Linked DNA regions of Canis lupus: region 1 is linked to region 2. The links are chromatin contacts, called in public Hi-C maps. All regions are on one chromosome and are shown on one strand. Each heading gives the region's core, a stretch centred on a gene start, on an enhancer-like site or on the middle of the called end of the contact. The rest is flanking DNA. Distances are from core to core; before and after follow the strand shown. Region 1 holds the start of MARS2 (methionine--tRNA ligase, mitochondrial). Region 2 holds the start of HSPD1 (60 kDa heat shock protein, mitochondrial).

Region 1 (7,327 bases), core at 4,217-6,716, 130 kb before region 2:
GAAGGTTCATTCTATGTTTATTACAATTCTGAAATATTTGTAATTATACTTATTTCTATGTCTTATTATAGGTTTTCTTTTACCATATTTTTCATTTTTCTTTGCCCTTTTTTCTCCTTCCTGTCTTATGTTGGATTGAGTTTTAACATTTCTTTTTATCTGGCTTAAAAGAAACACATTCTATTTGTACTGTTTTAGTGATTTAACCCAAAGTGTATAACATTCTTATTAACTTTATATTTTTAGTATTTATAATTTTTAACCAAAAGATTCTTCTAGGCTAGTTCAAAGGAAGCCAAATTACTGAAATTATATTAATGTTTTCTAAACTAAAAGTTATTACACTTTTTAAAATATTTTAATCACGAAAAAATGTGTAATTGGTCATATTTTTATGGACTCTACTAAGAACAAATTCTAATCTTTAACAGTCAATCATAAACTAATTTTTGAAGGCTCATCTTCATCTTAAATCCCACAAACCAGTGAATGTCAACTAATGAAGAGTACATGCACAAGGCATGGCCTTAGGAATGGTATATAAGGAGAACAGTACCATTTTCCCCATACTGTACACTAAGAAAGGTGGCATCATCCACTTCAGTTATTCCTAGAGCTGTCCCTCCGGCTTACCCAGTGAATCTTCCAGGTCCTCTGCAGATGTTTCATCCAAAAATCCTTCATGACTTGAAGACAGGGCTCACCTTTCCTTGGAGCTATAATTTTCTTCTTGTAGATGGTGCACTTGGTTTCCTGAAACATCCTGACATCTCACACCTTCCTGTTAAGTGAGGAGCTGTAGACTTTAAATAATCTATGGTGAGTAATCCGTGCTATCAACCAAATGGTGAAATTCAATTAATAGCCAAGGACAGAACTTCTGTACTTCTGTCTCACCTTACTTTGACAGTCTAAGTATGGCTAAAATTCTCAATAGCTATTCTTTTTTTTTTTTTTTAATATTTATTCATTAAAGAGACGGGGGGAGAGAGAGAGGTAGAGACAGAGGGAGAAGCAGGCTCCCCATGGAGCAGGGAACCCCATGCAGGACTCGATCCCAGGACCCTGGGATCACAACCTGAGCCAAAGGCAGACGCTTAACCTTTCTGTCAAAGGATCCACAAGATGTCCTCTCTGAGAAGTACGTGTACTCCAGTTTTAAGTTTCATCTATCCTCCACTTGCCATTCCTAAACTGCTGGATCAAATTGAACATATCAACTAAGTAGCCAAAGGTTATTTGCTTTACCTATCCTGCCTCCAACAGAGAATCCAACTGGTTCACCTTCTACTGAGTAACTCAGATCCACACTTCCTCACTCAAAGTATCTGGTCTTTTATGTTAATTATGCCCTGTCCTCTTTGATATGTCTATTTTCTTGTGCCCTTGGGTAACATAAATATTCTGGTAGCCAGGTAAATGTCTGTACAAATGACAGTCTGCACAAAGGAACTCCATTACACCCAGCAAGCCAAGGTCCAGTGTATTGACCAGCACTAGACCATAGGAAAGAACATTCAAGTGGAAGAGTGTCTCTCCTTTCATGATAAGTTCAGTAAGACTGCTATAAGAGCACTTCAAAGGCAGAGGTTATTATCATTCCACTGGTTTTCCAAGTCTGTTTTTGTTCATTTGCATAAACACATCTGATCTCTTTCACCACTCTGCTCTATCCAGCCCTAGCAGATACTATTCTCCCTTCTAGACCTGAGTAATCAGCCCTACTAATCCCAGCAGATAAGTAGAATATGTCATGTGGAAAGCCCAGGATTCCATTATGAAGAATAAGGAAGGTCTGGAGGAACATTTGTTGAAATGGTCCTTCCCCTTTAGAATGCTTTCAAGGGGAAAATAAGGGAAGGGAGAAGAAATGTGTGGGAAATATCAGAAAGGGAGACAGAACGTAAAGACTGCTAACTCTGGGAAACGAACTAGGGGTGGTAGAAGGGGAGGAGGGCGGGGGGTGGGAGTGAATGGGTGACGGGCACTGGGTGTTATTCTGTATGTTAGTAAATTGAACACCAATAAAAAAAAAAAAAAAAAAAAAAAAAAAAAAAAAAATAGAATGCTTTCAAGGATTCTTTCCTAAGCAATGTTCCCAAGCAGTGTTTCCAAGCAACAATGTGGTTGTGCTCTCACCACATTGATTAATGAACAGAAACCGGAGCTGAATAGTAGCACCTAGAATAAATCTGGGGGAACTACCAGCACAATAGTTTACCTCATAATAAGCCCTCTCTGCTTGCTACCATGCTTAAAGTGGATATTTCAAGGCAAGTTCTCCTTTTAAACTCCGGCCTACCTATCCAATTACCTATGACATATAATGCTGGCTTACTGTGTTGTAGTCATTGTATAAATTGATACCTTAACATCTCTCTGTGATGTTCTCTTATGGAGCCTTGGAGAGATCCCTAAATCCAGTTTGAGATTCCTGGAGCATTGATCATTTCCTCCCTTCACCATCACCTTCAACAAATTCAACAGATCTAAATAAGGTACTCAAAAACTTTTAAACTTTAATAACTTAAGAAAGCAAAAAAAAAAAGTAAAAAGTACTTGAAAGTAAATGTATTAACATTTATAACTATTCACACAATGTCTGTCTTGTATCATAGATTCTGATTGACCAAAAGAAATTATAAAAAGTAAATTCTGTATGTGGTGACATAATTATAACTAAGAAATAAAAAAAATATAACCACTCTGAACTATTTACAGATTTCTTAAATCGTATGTGTAAACTTAATGTTATTAAAGTTTAAAATTTTTAACATGCCAACTACCTCGAGAGCTTTATAATTTATCACAGATGGTCCAAACAAATTTGGTAAGTTTACTTATTAGACTACTAAATATTAATAAAGGAAATGTCCTTTTTCAGTAGTGAAAAAAACAGGATTCTGATCTTTTTATTGCTTTGTGTGAAACTGCAGTGGCTACAGTTATCCCTTATTTTAAGAAAAACAATAAAAAATTTTTCTCTAAATTTAAATTCTGCATAATTAGAAAGCAGAAAACTGAATTTCTTCTAAATATTCTGAAATGTCATTGTCAAGTAATTATTTGAGACTTTAGAGCCATCTACTGGTTGACATATAATGTTACAAAGCACAACTATTAGACTATTAACAAAGTACAGAGTTACAGTTTTAAGAACTGAAAATACGAACATGGGCAAAAACCATCTAGTTGAGGACAATGGCTTTTAAAGGTTTAATTAAAAAAAATCTTTTTAATAGGAAACCCAATATACATAACAAAATTGGTCTATTCTGTAAAAGCTGAGGTAGGGGAGCCTCCAACCCCCACTCTCCACTAACTTGCCCAGCAGAGGCCAGGCCAATGAAAAGCCATAAGAGGTAGTCTGGGCAAATAACATTAATTGTGGCTTGGAAGGAGGCACAAGGAGAAGGAATAGTATCAGCAAAGTTGTCTCTTCCCCATCTTTACCTTGGAGACATCTTAGAGACATTGGTGTGCAAAGGATAGTGGTTAATGGGTACAGAAAACTGAAGAGTAGGGGGGTAGGCACCTGAAAGGTGACAAACCTCTTTTCACAGGGACATGGTTTATGTGCTCATATGATGCAACACTTTAGAAAACATTAGTATAACTTTCCTGAAAATGCAAAATAAGAAACACATTTGCTTTTTTATCAGAAGCCAATTAAGAACTAAGTTTCTAGGTCCGATGGGCTTTTACTAGCCAGGCCCTGGACTGGTCTAGTCTTGGAAACAAGAGCCCAGTTTCAGGTCCCAGCCTCCTCCCTTCAAAAGGACATGGATATCCATAGAATCGAGGCAAGAAAAAGAGCTCTCCAAGGCCCCTCTCTGTGGCAGAGACTCCCAACCTGGATAGCAGCTTATCAGCTAGGCTTGGGGTGACAGGCTGGAGCAAAGTTCCAAAGACTCGTAAACATTCCAAGGCCACATGAAGCACGGTACCCAGCCAGGGGGCATCCACTGGGCTCTCCCAGCTCAACTTCCATGGTGCGTGCCTTTGGACAAAGCCGTTAGTTTGCCGGACACAGCTGGACACGGCCTCCAGAGCCTTATAGATCTGGAAGTTATCGTAATGCTCGGCTACCTGCCTGGGCAAGGTGGCCACTGCGTTCACCAAGGCGTAGTCCTCAGCCTGAGCGCGAGCCGATGGCCCCGCCACCCCTGGCGCAGGGGGAAAGCAGTTGGCGCAGAAAACCGGGTATGTCCCGGAAGGATTTATTCTGTTGGCAGTGCACCGGTTCAGGAGGCCTCCCAGAGCATCTGCCAGCTCTGAATCTAGCAACTTAACCACCTTTTCATCATAGTAATCACAGTCCCAGTTGGGGACGCCCTGCCGAAGAAGAAAGTATCGGAAGCCATCCACAGTATAGCGATCGAGGCAAGTCTTGGGGTCCACCACGTTACCCAAGCTTTTGGACATCTTTTGGCCACAGACCGTCCAGTGGGAGTGGACGTAGATGCGATGAGGTGGGCTCATGCCGGCCCCTAGGAGGAGCGCAGGCCAATAGATAGCATGGAATTTGAGAATGTCCTTACCTATGATATGAGAGGTGGCTGGCCACCAAGCTCTGAACTCCGCGTTCGGGTAGCCAATTACGGTAAGGTAGTTGACCAGGGCATCCAGCCACACGTAGATGGTCTGCGAATCGTCCCCGGGCACGGGAATGCCCCAGTGCAGGTGGCTGCTCCTTCGAGAGACCGACAGGTCCGGCAGCTCCTCCTCCAGCCACTGGAGAACTGCGAGACGAAACGGCTCGGGAGTGACTGCCTGCGGGTCGTCCCGCAGCCACCGCCGAAGCGGCTCTCGGAACTGGGAAAGCCTGAAAATGTAGTTTTCTTCCTTGGTCCAGGATACGGGATGCCCACTCTCCAGAGACACAGGACACGCATCCCCCGACGGGCCCGGCTGCCGGGTGACCTTGGCCTCGGGCAGGAAGCACTCTTCGGAGGCGCAATACCAGCCCTCATAGAGCCCCTTGTAAAGCAGACCCCGGGCCTCCAGCAAGCCCCAGAAGTGCTGCACGGCGACCCGGTGCCGGGCCTCGGTGGTGCGGACGAAGTCGGTGGAGGAGACGCCAGCCTCCCGGAAAAGCTGCTGGAACTGGGCAGACACTCGGTCGCAAAGCTCGGCGGGGGCCAGGCCCGCGGCGGCCGCTGCCTGTTGAATCTTCAAGCCGTGCTCGTCGGTGCCAGTGGAGAATCGCGTGGCGGCCGCGCTGGGGACTCGCAGGCGACGGTGGCGGCACAGGGCGTCCGCCAGCAGCGCCGAGTACAGGTGTCCGATGTGTGGCGCCGCGTTCACGTAGAAAATGGGTGTCGTGAAGAAGGCGCGGGCGCCGGGGGCATCGTCGCGCACACCGAGAGGGCCCGAGCTGCAGTGGCGCGGGCCGCAGGAGCCCGGGACCGACACCCCGCTCGCCCGCCGGCGGCCGAGCAGCCGCAGGGCACGAACGCGCAGCATGATGCCGGCGGGGCCGCGGCGGCGGAGGCGGCGTGGGGGCGCACGTGTGAGGGGCGCATGCGCAGCCGGGGCGCGCGGCCGCTTCCGGTCGGCGGGCCAGCCAATGAGGCGGGGCGTTCGGCGTGTGAGCGCGGGCGGGGGCGGGCGGGGGCGGGCGCGTCCCGGAGGGCTCCGGGAGGGGGCGCCGCAGGAGCCGGGGGGGGGTCGGGAGCGCCGCCGAGGCTTCCGCAGCGCCCTTTGCGCCCTGCTTTGCGGTGGGCACTTGTGTCTGTGTTTTCTCCCGTCGGCCGACTGGCGTGAGGGGTGAGGCAGGGATACGCTGTGCAGGCGCCCGGTCGGCGTGGGGGTCGGAGCCGTGGATCCGGGGGCGGGGGAGCGAGGAAAAGTGATCACCTACGGCGCTCCAGGGCAGACCCAGAACCGGCCCAGTAAGGGAGGTGTTGTTCTCTCCGAATACAGTTCTTGGTGACTCGGGGAAGGAGGCGCATGTGTTCCGTGTCGAGTCAGATCCCGAGAGGGGAAGCGCAGCGTGCTGCCACGGACGAGGGGGAACCCACCTTCGACCCCACCGCCCCAAGGACTCCAAGGTGGTCTCGCAGTTCTCCTGCAGGTTTCTCACGTTTGCTTTTAGTGATGGAACCCGGGCTCTGCCGGGGCGGATGCATCCGGAGCCCAGAATTGGATTACTATTAATCTGAGGTTCGGGAAACACTCTCCTGTTTGGTCTATGATCGCCCATCCTTTTTTTTTTTTTTTCATTGAAATACTGTGTTCGCTTAATAATGAAAATGCAGTGCGATACCTGTGAACCTGCAACCCGACCTAACAACTAGAAGTGGTTCCCTAACTGTGATTCCACGAGAGCAGCATTAGCAGCACCTGGGACCTTGTTAGAGATGCACATTCTTAGGCCTCAGGCCCCCACCTACGCTGAGGGTGGGGCTCGGCGATCCAGGTCTTAGTGAGCTCTGCAGGTGATGGCGAGAAGTGTGAGAACCAATGAACTAGATGACCAGTGACTTCCCTCTATGTGCTCCTTTTCTTTTTTAAAGATTTTATTTATTTATTCACGAGACACAGAGAGAGGGGCAGGCTCCGGGGTCACGCCCTGGGCTGAAGGGGGCGCTAAACTGCTGAGCCACCCGGGCTGCCCTGGGCTCCTTTTCTCCTTGCAGACCTTCTAGAGGTCATCATTGTCCTAAATTCTGTACTTTTTGTATTTGTGTTATCACATATATGTCTAAGCAACATATTGTTTAAAAAAAGGATATCCTGCTACATGTGATCTTCCACCAACCATTTTCACTCAACATTTTGTTACTAAGATTCATCCATGTTTCCTTCTGTAAGTCTAGTTACTTCATTCTGACTACTGAATAATAATCATCTATGAATGGAAGTATTTGGTAAGTTGGATCTGATTTCTCTGGTGATATGGAAAGTAGAGCAATCAAATTCTCTATATAAGTCACAATAGGTATAGCAAATAGTCTTTGAGTGTTTAATTGATATGCTCTATTTGACCCAGCAGTTTAAGAAGGGAAAGTGAAGAATAGGTAAAGCTGAAAACTGGAGGGTATGTACAGCACCCTCCAGATAGACAAATCCAGGCTAAAAGTCTAAGAAGTTTTCTGGTAACTCTCCAAACACCCCCACCTCCTTTCCATGGAGTCCATTCTTTAGCATACAAATATGCTAGCTTTTATCCTGTACCCACTGCTGCTCCATTATTTTTCTTTTCTTTATAGCAGATTCCTTGAAAGAAATGGCTATCGATGGACATCTGAGTGGTTCAAGTTGTTTGCTCTTATAAGCCAGTTCTACTGGGGATCCCTGGGTGGCTCAGAGGTTTGGCGCCTGC
Region 2 (7,429 bases), core at 537-3,036:
GAATTTGGAACATATACTTATTTTATGATTCAATTTCCTTTCCATCAAAGTACAGATTTGGGCAGCCCAGGTAGCTCAGCGGGTTTAGCGCCGCCTTCAGCCCAGGGCATGATCCTGGGGTCCCAGGATCGAGGCCCATGTCGGGCTCCCAGCATGGAGCCTGCTTCTCCCTCTGCCTTTCTCTCTGTCTCACGAATAAATGGAAAAAAAAAAAAAAAAAAAGTATAGATTTAAGAGACTGCAGCATAGCGCCCCTGCCCCAAAACCTTCCTGGTCCTGACTCCAGGATACACCTCCTTGCTAGAACTTTCTTTCTTACAGACAACTAGAACAATACAATTAATCTATCTGACCCCAAGGCATTTGTGTATCGTGTCCGACTTGGGAGGTCTGAGGTCTAAGCAATCAACTGGAGAATGCCTGTAAAGCTAGGTCCAACCTGTTCCTTTCATAAGCACACCCACTAAGGCCAAAAAGAGTTAAAAGATTAAGGCAATTACGATGTTAGAGGTCAAACCTAGAGTTTAAATTTTCCCCAACTTGTAAAAGCACCCACGGATCATCTTAAATACGGTTTTTTGGTTTATCAAAGACTTAGAATTTGAAGAAAAGGCCGATCATACTCGGCCACCAAATGGTTAACTACTTTTAATAATCGAGATTTCCTTTTTTTCCCCCTCCACTCCACATAAAAACGGTTCAACGTTAGCCCCACTTACCTTTCCTTTGGAACCCGATCCAACAGCCACTACTGTTGCTTGCAACACTTTCCCTTGAGATTTTTCTGGTAGCATGATACCTCCTTTGGTTACAGTTTCAGCTGCACTCCTTTCGACTAAAACCCGGTCAAAGAGGGGAAGAAACTTCCTAAACGCCTGCCCTGCCTGTAAGAGAGGAAATGTGACATCAAATTTGAAACAGCAGTAGTTATTCGATTACATTCTCAGCGTTACTCGTCAAAAAAGCACGTGCGTGGCTTTCAAAGTTAACGCCAAGGCTCAGATTCGCTTAAAGGAAAAAAAAAAAACAACACGCCACTTGAGTGTTTTGCTCTCATGAGTCTAATTTCCCGTTCTACAGCCGTTAGGGGTGGTTGCTGCTGCTGTGCTCAGCCCTCGAACGAGCTTTAAGGGCAACCTTGGTTGACTTCAAGGTCAAAGATTTTCCTTCCTTGGGTTTCTCCGGGACATTTCTGCAAAAGCCATCAAGACGCGCGCCTGCAGCCGGGCTTCCGCAGCTGCTGCGCGGGCAGAGGCCCCGCGGGAGGCGCGCGTCCGTCCCCGGCCCGGGCTGCAGGCGAGCCGGGCTCCCGCGTGCGGGGCTCCCGCGTGCAGGGCCCAGGCGCCGGCGAGGGGCGGTGGGCCCGGCCTCCGCGCGGCCCCTGCAGCTGAGCCCCTTGGGGCCCCCTCCCCTCCCCGCACGGCTGCCCCCGCGCTTCGGGGAGGGCCGGCCGCCAGCCCCCGCGGGCCTCACCATGCCTCCGGCCGCCGCAGTCCCACTCGCTCTGGAGCCGCCGCCGCCGCCGCCGCCAGGAGACCCGCAGTCCGACCCCCAGGCCACGTGAACGTGGGAAAAGGCCGCCCGGCGCGCATGCGCGCTCGCTCCCGCGCCCCGCCCCTCCCCGCAGGAGAGGGTGGCCGCGCCAGCGCGCGCTGCGATTGGCCCCCGGCCCCGCGCGCCGGCCGCTGACGCGGGGACGCCCAGGCGGAAGGAAAGGGGACTTCTTTCTAGGCCTTTCCAGGCCGCCCGCGGAGGTGTAAGTACTACCTCCTCGCCCCTCTCCCGGAAATGACGCGCCGTGAACCTTGACCCCCCCCAGAGAGCGCCGCGCTTCCCGGAACGTTCTGGAACCCAGCGCAGCCCGGGAACTAGCCTAAGCCGGCCGGAGGGGGCTGAGCCCGCCGGCCCGGCCCTGCCGCGGGTAGCGAGGGGCGGGGCTGGCGCGGGGCGCGTGCCGATTGCCGGGCCCGGGCGGGCGGGCAGGGCTGGGAGGCGCCGGCGCGCGCGGGGCCGCGGGGCGGGGGGAGGGCGGCGGAGGGAGGGGACACTGGCTCTTTGCCGTGCGCGCCGCGCGCTCTGCCCCTCAGTCGCCGCCGCCGGCCTGCCTCGCCGCCCGCACGCTCCGCCGCCGACCCGCAGGTACCCGCGCCCGCGCCCCGGAGCGCCCCCCCCCCTCCCGCGGTCTGAGAGGGCGGCGGGCGGGCGGGCGAGGGCCGGGGCTCCCGGGGCGCGCAGCCCCCGCCGCCGGGCCAGGCCTCACGGGGTCCGGCGCTGCCGTCACGTGCGGCCCGCACTGCTCCCGGGCAGGGCGCCGCGGGCGGGCTGGCCCCGGGGTGGGGGTCGGGAGCGTGCTCGGCGGGCCCGCCCCTGCCGCCCCCGCCGCCCCCGCCGTCCCCGCCGCCCCCGCCGTCCCCCGGGCCGCCCGCAGGGCGCCGCGCTGCTGGGTGGTCGCCGCCGCCGCCAACGCCGCCGCCGCCGCCACCGCGGGCCCCGCGCACACCGTGACCTTGCGGAGGGCGTCCTGAGGGGAAGACACGTGGGCCGGGCCCCCAGCGTGGCGGCCCCGGGCTGCTCCGGCCGCAGAGGCCCGGAGCCGTCGCCCGGAGCCGCATCTTACTGAGCACATTTTTGTACCTTCAGGAACGGGTTTTTTTTTTTTTCCCTCCTCCCTCGAGCGCCCATGCCTTTGCTGCAGACTTGGGTTTTCGGGAGCGCGTTCTCTCTACGCTGTTGAAGCGGTAAAAGGTTCACTCGGTTCTCGCGGCCGCGGGGAAGGCGATGGGCGTGCTCTGCGCGTCGGCGGGGTGGCGCGCGCTCGGCCTCACGTGGCGCCGGCGCAGGTGCCCGCTGTTCCCCGGGGGCAGGCCGTGCGGCGACCCGGGGTGCCGCTGCTGTGGGAGTACTGCTGACCTGGTGCTTTCCGTCCCTCCGCAGAAATGCTTCGATTACCCGCAGTGCTCCGCCACGTCAGGCCAGTGTCCAGAGCCCTGGCTCCTCATCTCACTCGGGCCTATGCCAAGGATGTAAAATTCGGTGCCGATGCCCGAGCCTTAATGCTTCAAGGTGTAGATCTCCTAGCCGATGCCGTAGCCGTTACTATGGGGCCAAAGGTATCAGTGTTTTTTGTTTTGTTGGAATTGACAGTATCGTGAGTTCAGGAGTAGAAATTTAATTATGTCAGAGAGTCCCACCGAGCTGTTGAGCAGTAAGTACTTGCGTGTCCGTTGTTCACTCATTTATAATCGGTAGGACTTATCTAGATACTGGGACAGCTCTCTGATTCGGGTCTGTAACATGTAATAAATTCAGGAGCCTAGATTTAGGTTAAGCTACTAGTATTTTCTTGATGAAAATTGCCTTACCTGTATTTGTTTTAATGACTTACGGATCCTGGGCTCCTCGTGCAGTCTGAGGAAGGTATTGCAATCAGAACCGCGTACTGACGATAAAAGCCTCTGGAAGCAATAAAGTTGTCCTTAACATTAAAAAAAAAAACTCCAATAAATACGTAAGAGTTCCCAATTACTGCTTACTCTTTTCTTTTACGTAGATAACAATGGTCTTAAAACCGTTTCTTTAAAATTTGCGAAACTCTTTCCTACAACGTCTGATGTAATGGACTGGTAACTCACAGCTCAAAGTGGATTTGAAAATGGGAGGTAGAATTAATCTTGCCTGCCTACTTAAGGTTTGGGTTTTTCCCTGGCGGTTCATACCATTGGTGGAAGTACTGTAATGAAGATTTGTCTCATTTAATATGAAGAGGGTATTGAGTGAAAGGGTAACCCGTTTTGAGGAGACCTTTGAAGGTGATGCACAAATGGAGTGATGCTTGATTGCAGGTTGACAGATCCAATATCAGAGTATTGATACATATTGTATAAAATGTGGCATTTGTATGCCTCCCAAGTAGCAGCTTTGGTTCAGATCCAGAAGCTGCCAATACTGTTTGCACCATGATTTGAGATTTAACATTGAATCAGCCCCTGAAAGAGTGAACTGTACTTGCCTTGCTTTTGGTATTTTATTTAGTAGCTAAATTTTGAAGCCTCTTTTCTTATTATTTTCATAGATAGCAGGCACTGGACAAAACTTAATTATGAATCATGTGAAGGATATTCTGAAATTTCATTATGAGCTACCAGGTTGTTTGGTTTTCTGTGTGTGTGTATGTTTTAATGAGATGACAATTTTAGTCTCTGGGATTTTTATCTTCCATAAAACCCTCAATGCATGGTTATGCATTTGGCAACAGAAAAAGTCATTTTGTTAGTAAGCTAGGAACACTGATGGATTTGCCTTTGAGATTCTTGCACATTTAATAAAAGCGACAACTTGTGTTGAGGCTTTCAAGTAATTAAAAACTGTTCATTGTGTTTCAAGCTAAATGCACTCAGGTATGTGATTCTGTCACTTTTTTTCCTCTAATTATAGGGAAGAACAGTGATTATTGAGCAGAGTTGGGGAAGTCCCAAAGTAACAAAGGATGGTGTGACCGTGGCAAAGTCAATTGACTTAAAAGACAAATATAAAAATATTGGCGCTAAACTTGTTCAAGATGTTGCCAATAACACAAACGAAGAGGCTGGGGATGGCACCACTACTGCTACTGTCTTGGCACGCTCTATTGCCAAGGAAGGCTTCGAGAAGATTAGCAAAGGTGCTAATCCTGTGGAAATCAGGAGAGGTAGGAAAGTCTCTTCATTGTTGCCAGTGTTTTGAAGTGTCTTAAAGTTAAGTCTTGTTTCTCCTCTCTCAAAAAAAAAGTCTTAAATTGAGTTTTCCTTTGGCAAATAGCAATTAGATGCCTGCCTTATGCGATGGGTACTATGCTAGTTTTTTGGTTTTTTTTTTTAAGATTTATTTATTCATGAGGGACAGAGACATAGGCGGAGGGAGAAGCAGTCTCCCTGCAAGGGAGCCTGATGTGGGACTCGATCCTGGGACTCCAGGATCACACCCTGGGCTGAAGGCAGATGCTCAACCATTGAGCCACCCAGGCGTCCCTGGATTTTTTCTTTAAGTTATATTTCTCAAAATAAAGGGAAGAGCCAGAACTAATCCTACTCGTTGAACAAAATTGGGTTCTCATAAATCCATGTTGTGATCCTATTGACTGTTAAAGCAAATTTTTTGATTATATATTAAATGAGAAAATTTTGGATAATTAAAAGCTGTAGGGGCATAACCCTGTCATAGAGTTGAGGGAAGTGTTAGGTGACCCTGTTGGAAACCTGCAACATGATGGATTGTCAATAGCTTACATAGAATGAGTTGAATGGTGAAATTCTTGAAATTATGCTCTTGGTATTTTTCCTTTAGTCCAGTTTTCAAAATAATTTTGGCTTGTGAGTCTTCACTTACTAACGTTCCTGTTTTGGTGCGTGCCATTCAACTCCATGCAATTAGGAAAAGTGCTGGCATAGATGCATTATATAGGCCATTAACATTAAAACATTTAACACGGATTGAAATTTAAAAAAAATTTTTTTTTTTTAAACATTTTTATTTATTTATGACAGTCACAGAGAGAGAGAGAGAGGCAGGGACATAGGCAGAGGGAGAAGCAGGCTCCATGCACCGAGAGCCCGACATGGGATTCGATCCCGGGTCTCCAGGATCGCGCCCTGGACCAAAGGCAGGCGCCAAACCGCTGCGCCACCCAGGGATCCCTGGATTGAAATTTTTACTTGGTGTGGAGCCCTGAGAGAATAAGCTTTGTAATGGCATTTATTCTTGAATAAGGTGTGATGTTAGCTGTTGATGCTGTAATTGCTGAACTTAAGAAGCAGTCTAAACCCGTGACAACCCCTGAAGAAATTGCACAGGTAAGGATTTTTCATATTTTATGATAAATGTGATTTTATTCCATAATCCTATACCAGTGTCAGAATAATGATATCACCCAGTCACTTGACATGGAAAGCATTTCTTCTTCCTGCTTAAAAAACATCTGAAAATAATGCAGTGACCATAACTAGAGTCTTAGTGGTCACTTTAATTTTACATGGCTGTGAGTAAAACTCATTTGTTTGTATGGAAGATGTTCTTCAGCCATTTGTCAAAAGGTGCATAATTTTTGTCATGTTAGAATATTGCCACTTTTTCCAAGAAGGGGGGATATTCTCCCTTTTTTTAAAAAAAAAGAATGATATGTTTATTTTATTTCTTTTAAAAATAATGTAGCCAAATGGTAAGTTTAAAAATAATTGTTAGATCTCTTAGAACACATCTGCTTGTCCATAGGTTCCCCCTGCCCCAATATATCAGTTTTGAAGTTACTAGGAAAAGGGAGGGGAGCTGACTGAGGATGCTGGCCTTATCTTTGTAACTTGGAAGAGTAACTTGATTGTTTTAGGTTGCTACGATTTCTGCGAATGGAGACAAAGAAATTGGCAACATCATTTCTGATGCAATGAAAAAGGTTGGAAGAAAGGGTGTCATCACAGTAAAGGTAAGTGTTTTTAATGATAGCTTGAGATGAGTTGTCTGATCAAAACAGTTTTCAAATAGAAAAATTGATGTGTTTCATGCTTGATTCCTTTATGCATGTTTTAGCATTCACATAGACTAGAGTATTTCCTGAATTGTGTGTGAATTTTTTATTTTATTTTATTTTATTTTATTTTATTTTATTTTATTTTATTTTTTATAAACTTTATCACTTTATTTTATTTTTTTTAAATTTTTATTTATTTATGATAGTCACACAGAGAGAGAGAGAGGCAGAGGCACAGGCAGAGGGAGAAGCAGGCTCCATGCACCGGGAGCCCGATGTGGGATTCGATCCCGGGTCTCCAGAATAGTGCCCTGGGCCAAAGGCAGGCGCTAAACCGCTGCGCCACCCAGGGATCCCTGTGTGAATTTTTTAACCTTCCCTGTGAGGGAGGAATCCGTTGTAACTTAAGTAATACTATTCTTCTAGATGTAAAAATTTAAAAATGCATTTTTGAAATTTTTGCAAAATTGCAGTTTGATCCCCTAGGGTATTTGCATACTTACACGCCTGGATCCCTTGTGATCAGTGCGGTCTCCTAATCTGGTCTATAATTACAACTTTTTGTGTTTCTGTAATGAAATTCATACAGCTAATTGATTTTTATAGGATGGAAAAACACTGAATGATGAATTGGAAATTATTGAAGGCATGAAGTTTGATCGAGGCTATATTTCTCCATACTTTATTAATACGTCGAAAGGTAAGAACAAGTCAGTAAATGAAATTTAAAAAAATATACAGGTTGCCATGGGTCACACTGTAAGCATTAATCAGGTCATACTTCTAAAAGATAAACTTAGGTATCCCAAAAGTTATTGTAAATGAGAAATGAAGGGGAAAACATGAACTCAGTCACTTGAGATGTACTAAAACTTTGGTTTCTAGTTTTTTCACTTAACTAAATTGCAGTTATTTTCAGGATATTGTTAT

What was found. A called contact is a pair of places that touch in the nucleus more often than the background predicts.
Region 1: a contact with region 2 is called in a Hi-C map of blood, with 2.8 times the contacts expected there. The contact joins the promoter of MARS2 here to the promoter of HSPD1 in region 2. A contact is called at or near these places in 2 of 9 Hi-C or Micro-C datasets (amygdala and blood).

Annotation. Positions count from the first base shown.
Region 1 is chr37:7,027,355-7,034,681 of UU_Cfam_GSD_1.0, reverse strand. MARS2 (methionine--tRNA ligase, mitochondrial) reads right to left here and starts at 5,466. Exons shown (of 1, transcript XM_038585260.1): 1 at 2,495-5,466. The coding sequence starts at 5,466. The coding sequence ends at 3,685. RFTN2 (raftlin-2) reads left to right here and starts at 802. Exons shown (of 11, transcript XM_038585263.1): 1 at 802-819; 2 at 2,401-2,498. It overlaps LOC119877913 (a long non-coding RNA gene), which reads right to left and starts at 1,840. Exons shown (of 5, transcript XR_005385174.1): 1 at 1-1,840.
Region 2 is chr37:6,895,257-6,902,685 of UU_Cfam_GSD_1.0, reverse strand. HSPD1 (60 kDa heat shock protein, mitochondrial) reads left to right here and starts at 1,786. Exons shown (of 12, transcript XM_038585252.1): 1 at 1,786-1,921; 2 at 2,935-3,110; 3 at 4,435-4,687; 4 at 5,746-5,828; 5 at 6,359-6,454; 6 at 7,106-7,199. The coding sequence starts at 2,937. HSPE1 (MOB-like protein phocein) reads right to left here and starts at 2,795. Exons shown (of 9, transcript XM_038585258.1): 1 at 2,635-2,795; 2 at 720-884. The coding sequence starts at 2,682.